4 separate regions of the Mus musculus genome follow, and regions 1, 3 and 4 are each linked to region 2. A link is a contact called in public Hi-C, HiCAR-type and HiChIP or PLAC-seq data. All regions are on one chromosome and are shown on one strand. The core of a region is the stretch at or near the end of the contact, and the rest is flanking DNA. Distances in the headings are between cores, read along the strand shown.

Region 1 (2,829 bases), core at 227-2,726, 2.4 Mb before region 2:
TAAACTGAGCTACATTTTCAGTCCCTTCCTACTTTTTATTCTCTAAACAGTCACCTATCTTTGGTTGTATAAATTAAGTCTCTACAAGATTCTTTATTCCAGATTTCTTGAAGTCAACCAGCCAGGATTCAGGTCCAGGGCTTCATCTTCAAAGTCCAACCCAGTTTCCCAAATCGGGACAACTGACCTATGCTCTGATATCTAACAAAATTAAGGAACACTTGGGACTGGGGTTGGAGAGATGGCTCAGCAGTTAAGAGCACTGGTGGTTCTTCTAGAGTATCTGGGTTCAATTCCCAGCACCCACGACGTGGCAGCTCACAACTGTTTGAAACTCCAGTTCCAGGGGATCTGACCTCATCCAGGTATACATGCAGGTAAAACACCAATGTACATAAAATATAAATAAATCAATCACTAGAGAGGGGAAGAATATTCTTGAGACTATTTCTAGTTTTTATGAAAATATTTTCAAGATCATTCGATGAGGGAAAAAATATGGTTTGACACAAAGTATAGAGAAATCAAATTTACCTAAAATGCCCGTTGACACAAAGAAGATTATTCCTGCAGCTATCCAGCTCCCTAGGAATCCCACTAAAAGGTCCTTGAATCCCAAGTTACTAAGTTCAGTGAGTGAGGAAGCAGAGGGCAGTCCAAGAGCAGTACTTAGTCACTGTTTCAAAATTGTTTTATCAAAGTTGTTAGGTCAACTAGTGCTTAAAGCCCGTGTTGGGACGGGCTTCTGATTGGTCTTAGTAAAATTTAACTTTCATTCTTCCTGTAGTGAGTTCTTTGCCCCGAAAGCACATAATGAAAAACCAATGCCTTAGACACGTAGAATTCGTCTAGAATTAGTCTACCCAACTGGGTCTGGGTCTGTCTCATGCAAAATTGCTTTTGTTGAGGATTCAATGTTTGGACAGGGGCTCAGTTGTTAAGAACACTGGGGGTTCTTGCAGAGGACCCAGGTTTGGTTCCCAGCACTCACATGGCATTTCACAACTGTCTGCATCTCCAGTTACACGTGAACCTCAGTATGCATGAGACACACAGGGAGCAGACACAATACAGGCAAACCAGATAGATGTACCCTTAAAAAGGTTAGTTAGGACAAGGGGCGAACACATCAGGATTTTAACACCGGTCTGTCTGGGTTTCTAGAACACGCTCCTGCTAAACCTGAGGTCGTCCTCGGCTCCCACACCTGTGCGAACTCAACGTCGTTTAGGGTCCCGACTGGAGAACTCACTGGAAACCATAGGCTGCACAGCGCCGTGAGAGACTAACGCTGGCAGGAGGACGCCGCGCTTGCTGCCCCACTGCTCGCCGAGAGTACGCAGGCGCGCTCCAAGGCTCACCAGCGCGCCAAGGGGCCACGCAGCCGCAGTGGAGGCCTCGTGCTCCGTGAGCGGGGCGTGGACTGGGCGGAGTCAGCTCCCCCAGGCGCGCTGACGCAATGGCCGGCGGCGGAAGGGCGCGGACGCGCAGGCGCTCCCGGGGCTCGGACGATTGGGAGGCGGGGCTACGCTTGCGTGTTGCGAGGCCCGGCGGTGGCGGCTGGCGGCGGCGGCTGTGAGGGGTTCCCGGAAGATGGTGCTGATTAAGGAATTGTGAGTGGGTCGTTGGGCTCGAACGAGGTTCCGGAATGCGGGCTGGGGAGGATCGGTGGGCTCCGCGAGGAGGGCGCTCCCGGGTCGCAGTTGGCTCCTTCCTGGAGCCCCCAAGGCCCTGTGCGGCGCCGCCGCCCTCCGCAGTCAGCGCCAGGGTCGGCGGTGCGGCCGGGGCTCTCGGGGGAGCCGGGAATGCCGGGCGAAGGGTCGCCCGCAAGTTCGAGCCCGACCCACCTCAGGCTCAGTGAAGCCCACTCTAGATCATGCCCCTGCGGTCGCTCTCAGACCCCTCATCTCTAAGATGGGGAGACACCGGCCCCACCTGCTTCACTGGGTTCGGTGCGGGGTTAAACACATGGTGCTTAACACGGCAAATAAAGACTTTTCCCAAGTTCGTCGGACTGGTCCCGTCATTCTGTTGGGAAGTTGTGGCTTCCCCCTCTGCTTAGAGCCACGGACATCACAGGAAACCGTGGTGGCGGGGAATGTTCAGCTGTCATACCTGAGCCGGTGTCCCTTGTGCAATTTCAAGTGTGACCCATTTTGTTGTTGCTGTTCTTCCTCGGCCCTGGTTTAATTTCAGATTCTTAAAAGAAGCAAAAAAAAAAAAAGACGTTAAGTTAGCTGTCTAGATTCCTTGCCTGTATTAACGTCAACCTTGTAAAAATCACTAACAAGGTTTCTCTACTTAACACTGCCCAGATTCTATTTTCTGCTCATATGTAATTTTTTTTCCTTGCCCATTCCAGCATTACAAGACCCCTTGTTCCTCTGTCGCTCTGTATGTTGGCTTTCCTTCTCTTTCTGCTGACTCGAATGCTTTTTCCTCAAATCAGTAGCTCACCTTAAAGGTCTTGGGAAGTGTGTATTGTTTGTCTTTCTGACTGTTCGCCCTACATTGTGCAGGATACTCACTCTGATACCTCCATTTTTTTTGGATCAGTCTTTAGTACATAGCACATCTTCAGCCAGCATTTGGTGTTTTTAAAGATTTGCCTGTTTATATGTGTATTTAAGTGTTTGCCTGCGTGTGTGCATATGTGCTGCGTTCATACAGTGCTCTTGGAGGTAGTAGTAAGAGGGCATTAGGCATTGGATCCCCTGGAACTAGAGCAAGAAGTGAGCCACCGTCCATGGGCTGGAAACTGAACCCAGTTACTCAGAGCAGCAAGTCCTCTTAGCCGCAGAGCCATTTCTCCAGCCCTTCAGCAAACTC
Region 2 (3,061 bases), core at 109-2,608:
CTTAAAAAGATAAACACTCTCAGGTGCGGTGGCACCTTGTGCAGGAGCCCCCTCAACGAGCCTCAGTTTCCCGGGGAAACCGGATTAAACACTATTCAATGGAATACTTTAGGGACGCCCTGGGCGCGCACTGAGCCGGGGACGCGGGGACTCACGGTGGCTCACGGCGTCCCGGCGACCTCAGCGGTCTCCATAACCACGGAGGACCGAGGGGGCGGGCCGGGCCTGGGGACCCGAAGGGAGGAAGGGAGCCCGCCGCCGCCACCCAGGCCGGCCAACCTGCTCCTCCAGCCGCTCGATCTCCAGCTGGTTCTTCTCCTCCTCCTCGTCGTACTCCCACTCGTCCTCCCCGGCGGAGCTCTCGGCGGAGGAAGCCATGGCGTCCTCCTCATCCCCATCGCTCCCGCTCGCGCCTTCCCGCTGCAGGTCCCATCCGGGGCCCTTGGCCTCCGCCGCCTCCGCGGCCACAGCGCCGGACAGCACCTTCCGCTGCACACCGGCCGGCTTCGCCTCATCCTCTTCTCCCTCGGCCTCAGGCCCGGCCTGGGGCTCAACCTCCGGCTCGGACGCCGAAGATGCGGCCGTCGTCGCCATCTTGCGCAGCCCGCGACTCTCGGGTCTTCCCTCGCCCGCCGAAGCCCGGCGAGCATCGGGCTGTCCGCGGCGTCTGCCTGATCAAAACTCCGCTCGGCCACCAGCGGGAGCGTCGCGGACGGCCTCAGGGAGCAGGAAGCTGTGGAGAATCCACCGCTGATGCTATCCTTTAGCGCCTCCAGACGCCACCGTCAGAAGAAAAGGCTCACGAGCATAACCTGCGTCCGGCTACAACCGTGGACAGCTGTCGGGTCTTTGGGCCGGAAGTGGCAGCCACAGCTGAAGTGGTGCGTGCGTGATGTCCGTAGTTAAGGTCGAGGCGCCATCTTAGGAAGGTCAAAGTCGTCGCTTTGGACTAAAGACCTTCTGTAAGGCTCGGCCGGCTCCGGTGCGTGGTTGTTTCCCGGCAACCGACCCTCAAGTGCGGACAAGATTGCAGTTCCTCCGCGATCGGATGCACCATCTCATGGGAAAAGTCTCATCTCTCGAATAAAGCTCCCTCCCCTTTGTAACACCTAGTACCTCGTAGTTGTGTTAAACGAGTCGCTTTTGTGGATTTTTATAGTCAATGATAATACATTACAATAAGTATTGATTCGGAATGATGTGCATGGCGGTAAAACAAACGTAGGTGTCGAGGGATGGGGTTCGTTTCTCTTATACCCCTCGTTCTCGAGGTCGGAAAAGCGTTGCTGTTTCCCTCTGCACTGCCTTTCCCCTTCATCAACAAGGTTAACGAGCCAGAAATCGCGTCCGTTTTGCTCCCAGGATTTTTTTTTTTTTTTTTTTTTTAGTGACACCTAGAGTACACTTAATATGCATTTGCTCCATGGGTGAAACGGCTACCTCGGAATTAGTAAAAAAAAAAAAAAAAAAAAAAAAGGAAGAAAGAGAGAGAGAAAGAAAGAAAAGGAACTCCACAGCCTGAACAAAAGTCTACCAGGGACGTATGCATGATCGAATCATAAACACGCCTGAAACCGAGCATCCCCACGCCCATCGCAGCACCAGACAACCTTGCACGCCGCTTCGGACCTTCCCGCTCTGCGCCTGGCCACGCCCCTTCCGAGGGCGCGGTCAGAGGGGGCGTAGCCGGGCCGAGACGCCAGCGCAAGCGCCGAGCTGCGGTGACGTCGAACGGGCGCGCCATCCCTCCGGCGTCGCCGAGGTCGACGCAGCTCAAGCCGGCAGGATGGCGGCGGCCACGGGAGCTGGCCGTCTGAGGCGGGCGGCGTCGGCGCTGCTGCTGCGGAGCCCGCGCCTGCCCGCCCGGGAGCTGTCGGCTCCGGCCAGGCTCTACCACAAGAAGGTATGGGCGGGCGAGGGGGTGCGCGAACCATCGAGGGGACCTGCCGCCGTTGCGCAGATCACCAGCACCGAGGAGCCCCGCGGCCGCCTCTGCCCCGCCGCGGCCGTCACTCCGAGTGTCCCAAGGCTGACAGCCCAGAAGGGAGGGTCCGGGTATGTCGTGCCGGGGGTCAAGGGGCAGCACGCACACACACACACACACACACACACACACACACGCATGCTTGAGCACACTCGACAGCACCAGCGTCCTCCCCAGCTAAGCCATTGCCCTGGCCAGATGGCCTTGATCAAGTCACTGGTCCCCTCCCATCCTTTCTCTCAGACCTGACAGGAGTCTTCTGAAGTCCCCGTACGTGGAGCGCTCGGTCCAACCAAGGGAAACCACTGATGGCGATTTATTTACTCTTTTAGGAGCCGATGGCCTCGAGCTCAGCCAAGCACCTAGCCCAACATTAAAACTTCGGTTCTCAGTTGTGTGTTTATTGGTAGGGAGCAGAAAGTATAGAAGAAGAGTAGTTTGCGGGCCCCCACGCTTTTAGGGACGTTAAAATCCTCTTGACAGGAGACTCACTCCGAAAAACAAGGCTACCGCAGATGTACAAGACACTCCCTCCCCCCCCCCCCAAAGTCCTTGATTAGATGATGCGTTATGGGGGCTCAGGGCTTAGACTCAATCTGCAGATGAGGGTGCCTCCTGGTAACTAGCGGGAGAAAGCTCGGTTATTAAATCTTAGTGTGTCCCTGACTTTAACAGCTGCTTGTTCTGTTCTGGCTTGGGTGCTCTTGCCCAAGGCCTTCTACCCCAAAGGGAAGGTTGTTTTGTTGACATTATAGCTGCAGGACCTTGACGGGCTGGCAGCCTTAAGGCACCAGGGGGCGCTCCTGCCACAGGGTAGCGCTGTGTTTATGTTTACAGCCACCAATGACTCGTTCGTTCCCCAACCTCCAGCTCATCTCTGACCTTGAAACTTCTGGGGAACTCTTCCATTTGGGGCTGTTTTTATTCTCGGGATTTTTTGTAAGTGCATACTTCTCTTTGTGTATTGTGTTTGGTAAAAAAGAGAAGTTGTGCTTTGAGCCCAGATCTGGTACAGTGTGTGAGTCAGGGGATTACTTCTGGTTGACAGCCCCCTGAAAGGAAGATGTGTCTGAGTTT
Region 3 (2,869 bases), core at 173-2,672, 2.1 Mb after region 2:
ACTTATGTGCAGGTGCCCGCAGAGGCCAGAAAAGATCATCTGATCCTTTGGAACCGGAATTACAGGGAGTTGTGAGGGGTTTGAGGTGGGTGCTGGGAATCAAGGGAAGATCCCCTGGAAGAGTCGCAGAGCCATTGCCCCAGCTTTTGCCATTGCGTTAGACAACACTATTTCGAGCTCGCTCTCTAGAATGCGTTTCACGGTTACATAATTTAGAAAAGCTATTCCTAGTAGTCATAGAGTGCAGAGAGCCTCACTCAGTGTTAGCAAATACTACACTCCTTTTTCGAGATTGCCCCTTCACAGGTCAGTTTACACCCTACCCTTGTGTGAATGTAAACAGCGCCGCCTCTTCACAAACACCTTCCCCCACATTGCTAACGAGGCTGGGCACTTTCCACACACTGATGGCCACTGGGTTTTCTCATTGAGAGAAGGGGGCGGTCTAGTGATCCTGGCTTAAATTTACTTGAACATATCTTTGTGGTGAGACCTCACGATCTTGCTGCGGCTCAACCCAAAGGTACAAGGCAGGCAGGCTGGAGTGGGTTCCGATTACTCCTCTGCCTCAGCTGTACCGCACAGCTTCCTGATTCCCCCCCACGTAACCCCGGCGCCTACGTTAGGCGTGGGCGATGGCTCAATTGAGTGCATTCCTGCAGAGGGCTGGAGTTTGTTTCCTAGCATCCTTATCTGAGGCAGGCAGTTCGGGCAGAGCTCCCCGCAGGAGCTCGGACAGAAATGGACAGCGCCGCAGACTCCGCAGGGGACCCCATCTCCAAACACAGCATCCTGCCAACCGCCAATTTCAAACTTCCCAGCCCAACCCCGCCTGGATTCCTTTGCCCTCTTTCTATTGGTCGCTAGTCAAAGGAAGAGACAATGTGATTGGCTTTTCCATTTCACTTCCTCTAGCCCTCCGAGATCTGGGCGGGTCCTGGTGGAGACCCCCGCTGTCCATCAGTAGATGGCGAGCGCTGATTGGTTGAGGCACGGCCGAGACCTGCCCACGTCGTTTCCTTCAAACGTTGGGGCGGGAGACTCAGGGCGGAGCGGAGCGGGGCGAATGTAAGCCGGGGGTCTGCGGAGTGTGAGTCCAGTTTGTGTGTGTGTCTGTTGGGGGATTGGAGAGGCTCTGGGCGGGGGGCAGTCCCCTTTCCCAGGTCTCCCTGGTCGACCCCGTTCATACAGAGCCCACTTTCCCACCCAAGGCCTCAGGATAGCGGGGGGAGGGGGCTCCTGAGGGTCTGCTGCGGCTGCAGCATGGGTGTGCTGGGGGTAGCCCGGGGTCTGTGGGTGCAGCCCTGGGGGCGGGACAATGGGTTCAACCCAGTGTCTCTGGTTCGTCCTTGGGGTGTCCTGGGGGAAGCCTGGGGTCTGGGGCAGGAGTTGTTGTTAGTGTCTCTGGGTGTGCTGCCGGAGGACCTCAGGGCCCCTTAAAGAGGACCCATTCCCCTGTAGACCAGTCTCTGTCCCCTGCAAGCTTTACCTGCATTCTTGCCCATGGCGCTTCCCATTTTCTGTGTGATCTTATCTCCCTCACTTAATCTCTCTGTTCCTGTGTCTTCATTCTATGAGCTGGACTGAGGCCTTGGGTGGGAAAGTGGGCTCTGTATTCTATTCCGTGCCTAACCCAGCGCCTCCTTCTTGTGTCTTTCTCCCTCTCTAGCCTATCTGGTCAGTCAGGCAACCGATCTTCCTCAGGATCATTGATCTCTGTACCCTCCAGGGGCAGTGAACCTTCCTTTCCCTGGGATAATCCTCAAGGCTCACTGATCAAACCCTTTGGGCTTGGTTCACAGGTTAGGTCTATGTAGCTACGCGACATCAGATATTTGTGTTCGTCAGGGTTTTCTAGGGGAAAAGAGCTGGTAGAATGGAAAAGTGGAGATTTATTAGGCTGCAGTCTGCTAGTCCACCAATGGCTGGTAGTTCTTTTGGAAATGATTTATTTCCATCCCTTATGTGTATGAGTACCTTTGGCCTTCCTGTGTCTGTGCCCCATGTGCCGTGGAGGCTGGTCGCCACCTCCTCATCCTGATCTCTTTAGGGAGACACGACTCTGCCAAGCCCTTCCTGCCTTCAATGTCAGTACCCGCTTGACTTTCCCCAGTGTTCCTTCGGCGTTGGCGGAGAGATGTTGAAGTTCAAGTATGGTGTGCGGAACCCGCCGGAGGCCAGTGCCTCCGAGCCCATTGCCAGTCGGGCCTCCAGGCTAAATCTCTTCTTCCAGGTAAGCAGCTGCCAGCCAGCGATGCACACCCGTGTCTGCTGTGGTAGCCGTCTTTGGTTGTATTATGGACAGAGACTGGTATTCTTAGGGTAATCCTGTTTGTTCTTTTACATGTCCTGCCTGAGCTGGACTGAGGTGCCACTGTGCTGATGATTACGTACGTGGCTGGACGTGCCCCAGGGGAGTCCCCTCATTTCTCATACTCCACACTTTTTTTTTTTAAGATTTATTTATTATTATATGTAAGTACACTGTAACTGATTTAAGACACACCAGAAGAGGGCATCAGATCTCATTACAGGTGGTTGCTGGGATTTGAACTTAGGACCTCTGGAAGAGCAGTCAGTGCTCTTACCCGCTGAGCCATCTCGCCAGCCCATACTCCACACTTTTAAACTTTTGCTTCTTTCAATGGAAGAAACCAAAATTGTCTCTAGGGTGTATTTGTGTGTGTGCGCGCGCGCGTGTGTGCACGCACACGGGCCTGTCTGTCTGCATCTGTCTTGTGTCTGGGTACCCAGAGAGGCTAGAAACTAGCTTTGGATCCTTTGGATGTGGGAGCTGGTATTACAGGTGTTTGTGAGCTGCCTGTGTGGGCCTTGGGATCCAGATTGTGGTCCCCTGAGCCATCTCTTC
Region 4 (2,801 bases), core at 264-2,763, 2.9 Mb before region 2:
GGAGAGATGGCTCAGTGGTTAAGAGCACAGACTGCTCTTCCAGAGGTCCTGAGTTCAATTCCCAGCAACCACATGGTGACTCACAGCTATCCGTAATGAGATCTGATGCCCTCTTCGGGTGTGTCTGAAGACAGCTACAGTGTACTTACATACAATCAATAAGTCTTAAAAAAAGAGAAAAGGCAGGGGGGGGGGGACAAAGTACAGAGAACACTTCTTGGTGTCTCTCCCTCAAATTCTCAGCCTGAATTAAATTTTTGTTTTCTTGAGACAGGGTCTCACTGCTTAGCCTATGTTGGGTTCCCACTTTTGACCCTTTTCCTTCAGCCTACTGAACACTGGGATTTTAGACATAGGCTACTACACTAGGTTTGTTTTGTTCTTAATTGCTTTCGGTTTTTGAGACCTAGTCTCATGTAGCCCAGAGTCTCATCAAACGTACAGGCTCAGCTGTACCCTCTGAGTGCTGGACTCACAGGCATAACACCAACACACCTGGCTTGTTTTGTATTTATTTTCTCCGTTAAATAAATAATTTATTTGCGATGAGATGTTCCCTATTTGTGTGGTTGGCCTCCAAGTGGGGTATCATCTCCTACGGTTGTCTAGCATGCTTTTAATCCTGGCATTGGTGAGGCAGAGGGGGTTGGTGGAATTCCAGGCAGGCCAGGCGAGACTTCAAGGTGAGGCTAAATTAAAAAACAAACAAACAAACAAACAAAAACCTCTCCCAGTTCCTGTAAGTTTGGCCAATGGATTTTCCAGAAGTCTCAGCCCTCAAACCTCCCTATACCGTAAACTTGTCCGTTTCTGTTTGTTGATGTTTAAAAACAAGGTCCTTGTAGCTACTGCTAGTCTTGAATTCCTGAACCTGTGTTTTCCACTTTACAAGTGCTTAGATCACAGACAGGCATCTGCAACTTCACTCCTGTTTGACCCCCGCCTCCACCCTTATCTTCTCTCCAGTCTGTAACTTTATTTCCTCTCCGTCTCAGGAAAACTCCTAAAATCTCACTAGGTACTACTTATACCTATGGCCTACACTTATCCATCTTTGTAGTTGTTTTGAATCAGTCTCGGCAAATTGCCTAAGATGGCTTTGAACTGTGGTCCTCAGCCTCAGACCCCCCCAAGCTGGCTGGAAATTACAGCCCCGCAGACGCGGCCCCAAGCCTAGATCGCTCGGGTTACGAAGCCCGAGCTGCTTTCCCGTCACGACGCGCCGCCCGTACCAGTTCATGAGGCTGAAGTAGTCACGAGTGGGGTCAGGAGGCTGCAGAGCGCGGCAGTGTGAGCAGAAGAACTCATCCCCACACCCGACTTCCCTTGCGTGACCGCAGTTCCAGCACTGCGGTGCAATGCTCTTCCCCGCGGCGGCATTGCTGCCCAAAAGTCTCCTTCCCAGGAACCCTGCCAGCCGCACCTCCCACACACCCAGCAGGGCACGGGCTCCGCATCCCCACATTGGGACGGCCGCTCGCTGACCTAGGTAGCAAGACCCGAGGGAAAGGAGGAAAGACCGTCTCGCTGCTGATTGGTTAAGGGAGTCGAGGAGGCGGGATTAGCCGCGGGAAACCAAGACGTCGAGTCCCGTTCTGCATGTTAAACTACAACTCCCAGCAAGCCTTGAGACTAATCGCGGCAGTCATCTTCGGGCTTTCTTACTGGTCCTGCCGGGGAGGAAGGCTTTTTGATTGGTTGAGGGTGGAGTTTGTATCCGTAGGTTTAGCGCCACTCCACTGGCGGAGGCTGTGCAGTGTTTGCGGCTCCTGGTGGTCTCACGCGGTGAGTCATAAGTGGGAAACTTTAAGTGTTTGAGGAGTCGAATACCGTTCTCATGCTTCTTGTGCAAATGGGCCCTCTGCAGCTTCCGCTTTGTCTGCTTTCTTGTGCGAGCGAGGGGGCGCTGTGCATAGTCAATTCTTCCTTTTTATCTGCCCTTGGGGCGCGCGGGGGGGAAGCGGGGGGGAAGTTCACTTTCCTTGTTCCTTGTGAGCTGAAACAGGTCTGGGCACATAGGAAGGCACAACGCCGGGCTGTTCGTTGCCAGAGCGAAGTAGTTTTCATAACGAACATTATAAATGTTCATGCCAGCCCCTAGATGGCTTTCCCCAAATACCTACTGAGAACCCGATCTTCGCTGCTAGGCTCTGCAGGAACTGAAGAGGGTACGTCTGCATACTCAGCATACGTGAGGGGTAGGATGGCAAGGAATGGATAGGAGACAACCAAGCCATTCTCAGCTTCTGTACATGAAGGAAGATGGTGTAATGCTTTGTAAGTGGCCTCTGGAATTCTATTCATAATCCTGGGATTTTGCTATGGTCACTTTTTTTTCTCCCCACTCATGAATGGGCCTGTCTTTCATTTTGAGGTGGTCATAATGTGCCCGTTCCTTTAAATTTCTTTATGTATTTTTTTTAATCACGTGTCTAAGTCTGTGCAGTGCGCACGGGGGCCAATAGAGGGCATTGTATCACCAAGAGCTGGAATTACAGGTGTTTGTGATCTTTTGGATGTGGGTGCTGGGAACTGTACTCTTGACTCCTTAACTGTCTTCATTTTGTATGTTTGACAATACTGGGAGTGGGATCCAGTACTTTGCTTCTGTTGGAGAAGTGATGAACCATCTACCATTGAGTTATAGCAGCCACATGACTAATTTTGGGTAGAGATTTACTTTACTTTTAATTATGTTATCTGTGTGGGAAAGTGCAAGTGTGAGCTCTGGTGATTGCAGAGGCCAAGATCCACTACAGAGCCACTGACTTTGGAGTTATAGGAAACCTCGAGCTGCCAGA

What was found. A called contact is a pair of places that touch in the nucleus more often than the background predicts. HiCAR-type assays count read pairs that join an accessible place to other places. HiChIP or PLAC-seq counts read pairs in DNA pulled down with a chosen protein or histone mark.
Region 1: a HiCAR-type map of astrocytes shows a contact between it and region 2, with 4 times the contacts expected there. The contact joins the promoter of Pitpnb here to the promoter of Sart3 in region 2.
Region 3: a contact with region 2 is called in an H3K27ac HiChIP or PLAC-seq map of thymic regulatory T cells, with 8 times the contacts expected there. The contact joins the promoter of Cit here to the promoter of Sart3 in region 2. A contact is called at or near these places in 1 of 39 promoter capture datasets (pre-B cells), 1 of 484 Hi-C or Micro-C datasets (B cells) and 1 of 115 datasets of contacts at active chromatin or transcription factors (thymic regulatory T cells).
Region 4: a contact with region 2 is called in a Hi-C map of B cells, with 6 read pairs. The contact joins the promoter of Hscb here to the promoter of Sart3 in region 2. A contact is called at or near these places in 1 of 39 promoter capture datasets (liver), 1 of 484 Hi-C or Micro-C datasets (B cells) and 1 of 115 datasets of contacts at active chromatin or transcription factors (large pre-B cells).

The regions. Positions count from the first base shown.
Region 1 is chr5:111,329,221-111,332,049 of GRCm38.p6, forward strand. Pitpnb (phosphatidylinositol transfer protein, beta) reads left to right here and starts at 1,477. Exons shown (of 12, transcript NM_019640.5): 1 at 1,477-1,613. The coding sequence starts at 1,594.
Region 2 is chr5:113,771,042-113,774,102 of GRCm38.p6, forward strand. Sart3 (squamous cell carcinoma antigen recognized by T cells 3) reads right to left here and starts at 1,359. Exons shown (of 19, transcript NM_016926.2): 1 at 280-1,359. The coding sequence starts at 594. Iscu (iron-sulfur cluster assembly enzyme) reads left to right here and starts at 1,760. Exons shown (of 5, transcript NM_025526.5): 1 at 1,760-1,903. The coding sequence starts at 1,787.
Region 3 is chr5:115,844,234-115,847,102 of GRCm38.p6, forward strand. It overlaps Cit (citron), which reads left to right and starts at 1,423. Exons shown (of 47, transcript NM_007708.3): 1 at 1,423-2,233. The coding sequence starts at 2,138.
Region 4 is chr5:110,838,264-110,841,064 of GRCm38.p6, forward strand. Hscb (HscB iron-sulfur cluster co-chaperone) reads right to left here and starts at 1,514. Exons shown (of 6, transcript NM_153571.2): 1 at 1,233-1,514. The coding sequence starts at 1,465. Chek2 (checkpoint kinase 2) reads left to right here and starts at 1,720. Exons shown (of 15, transcript NM_016681.4): 1 at 1,720-1,785. RefSeq lists an enhancer at 318-347.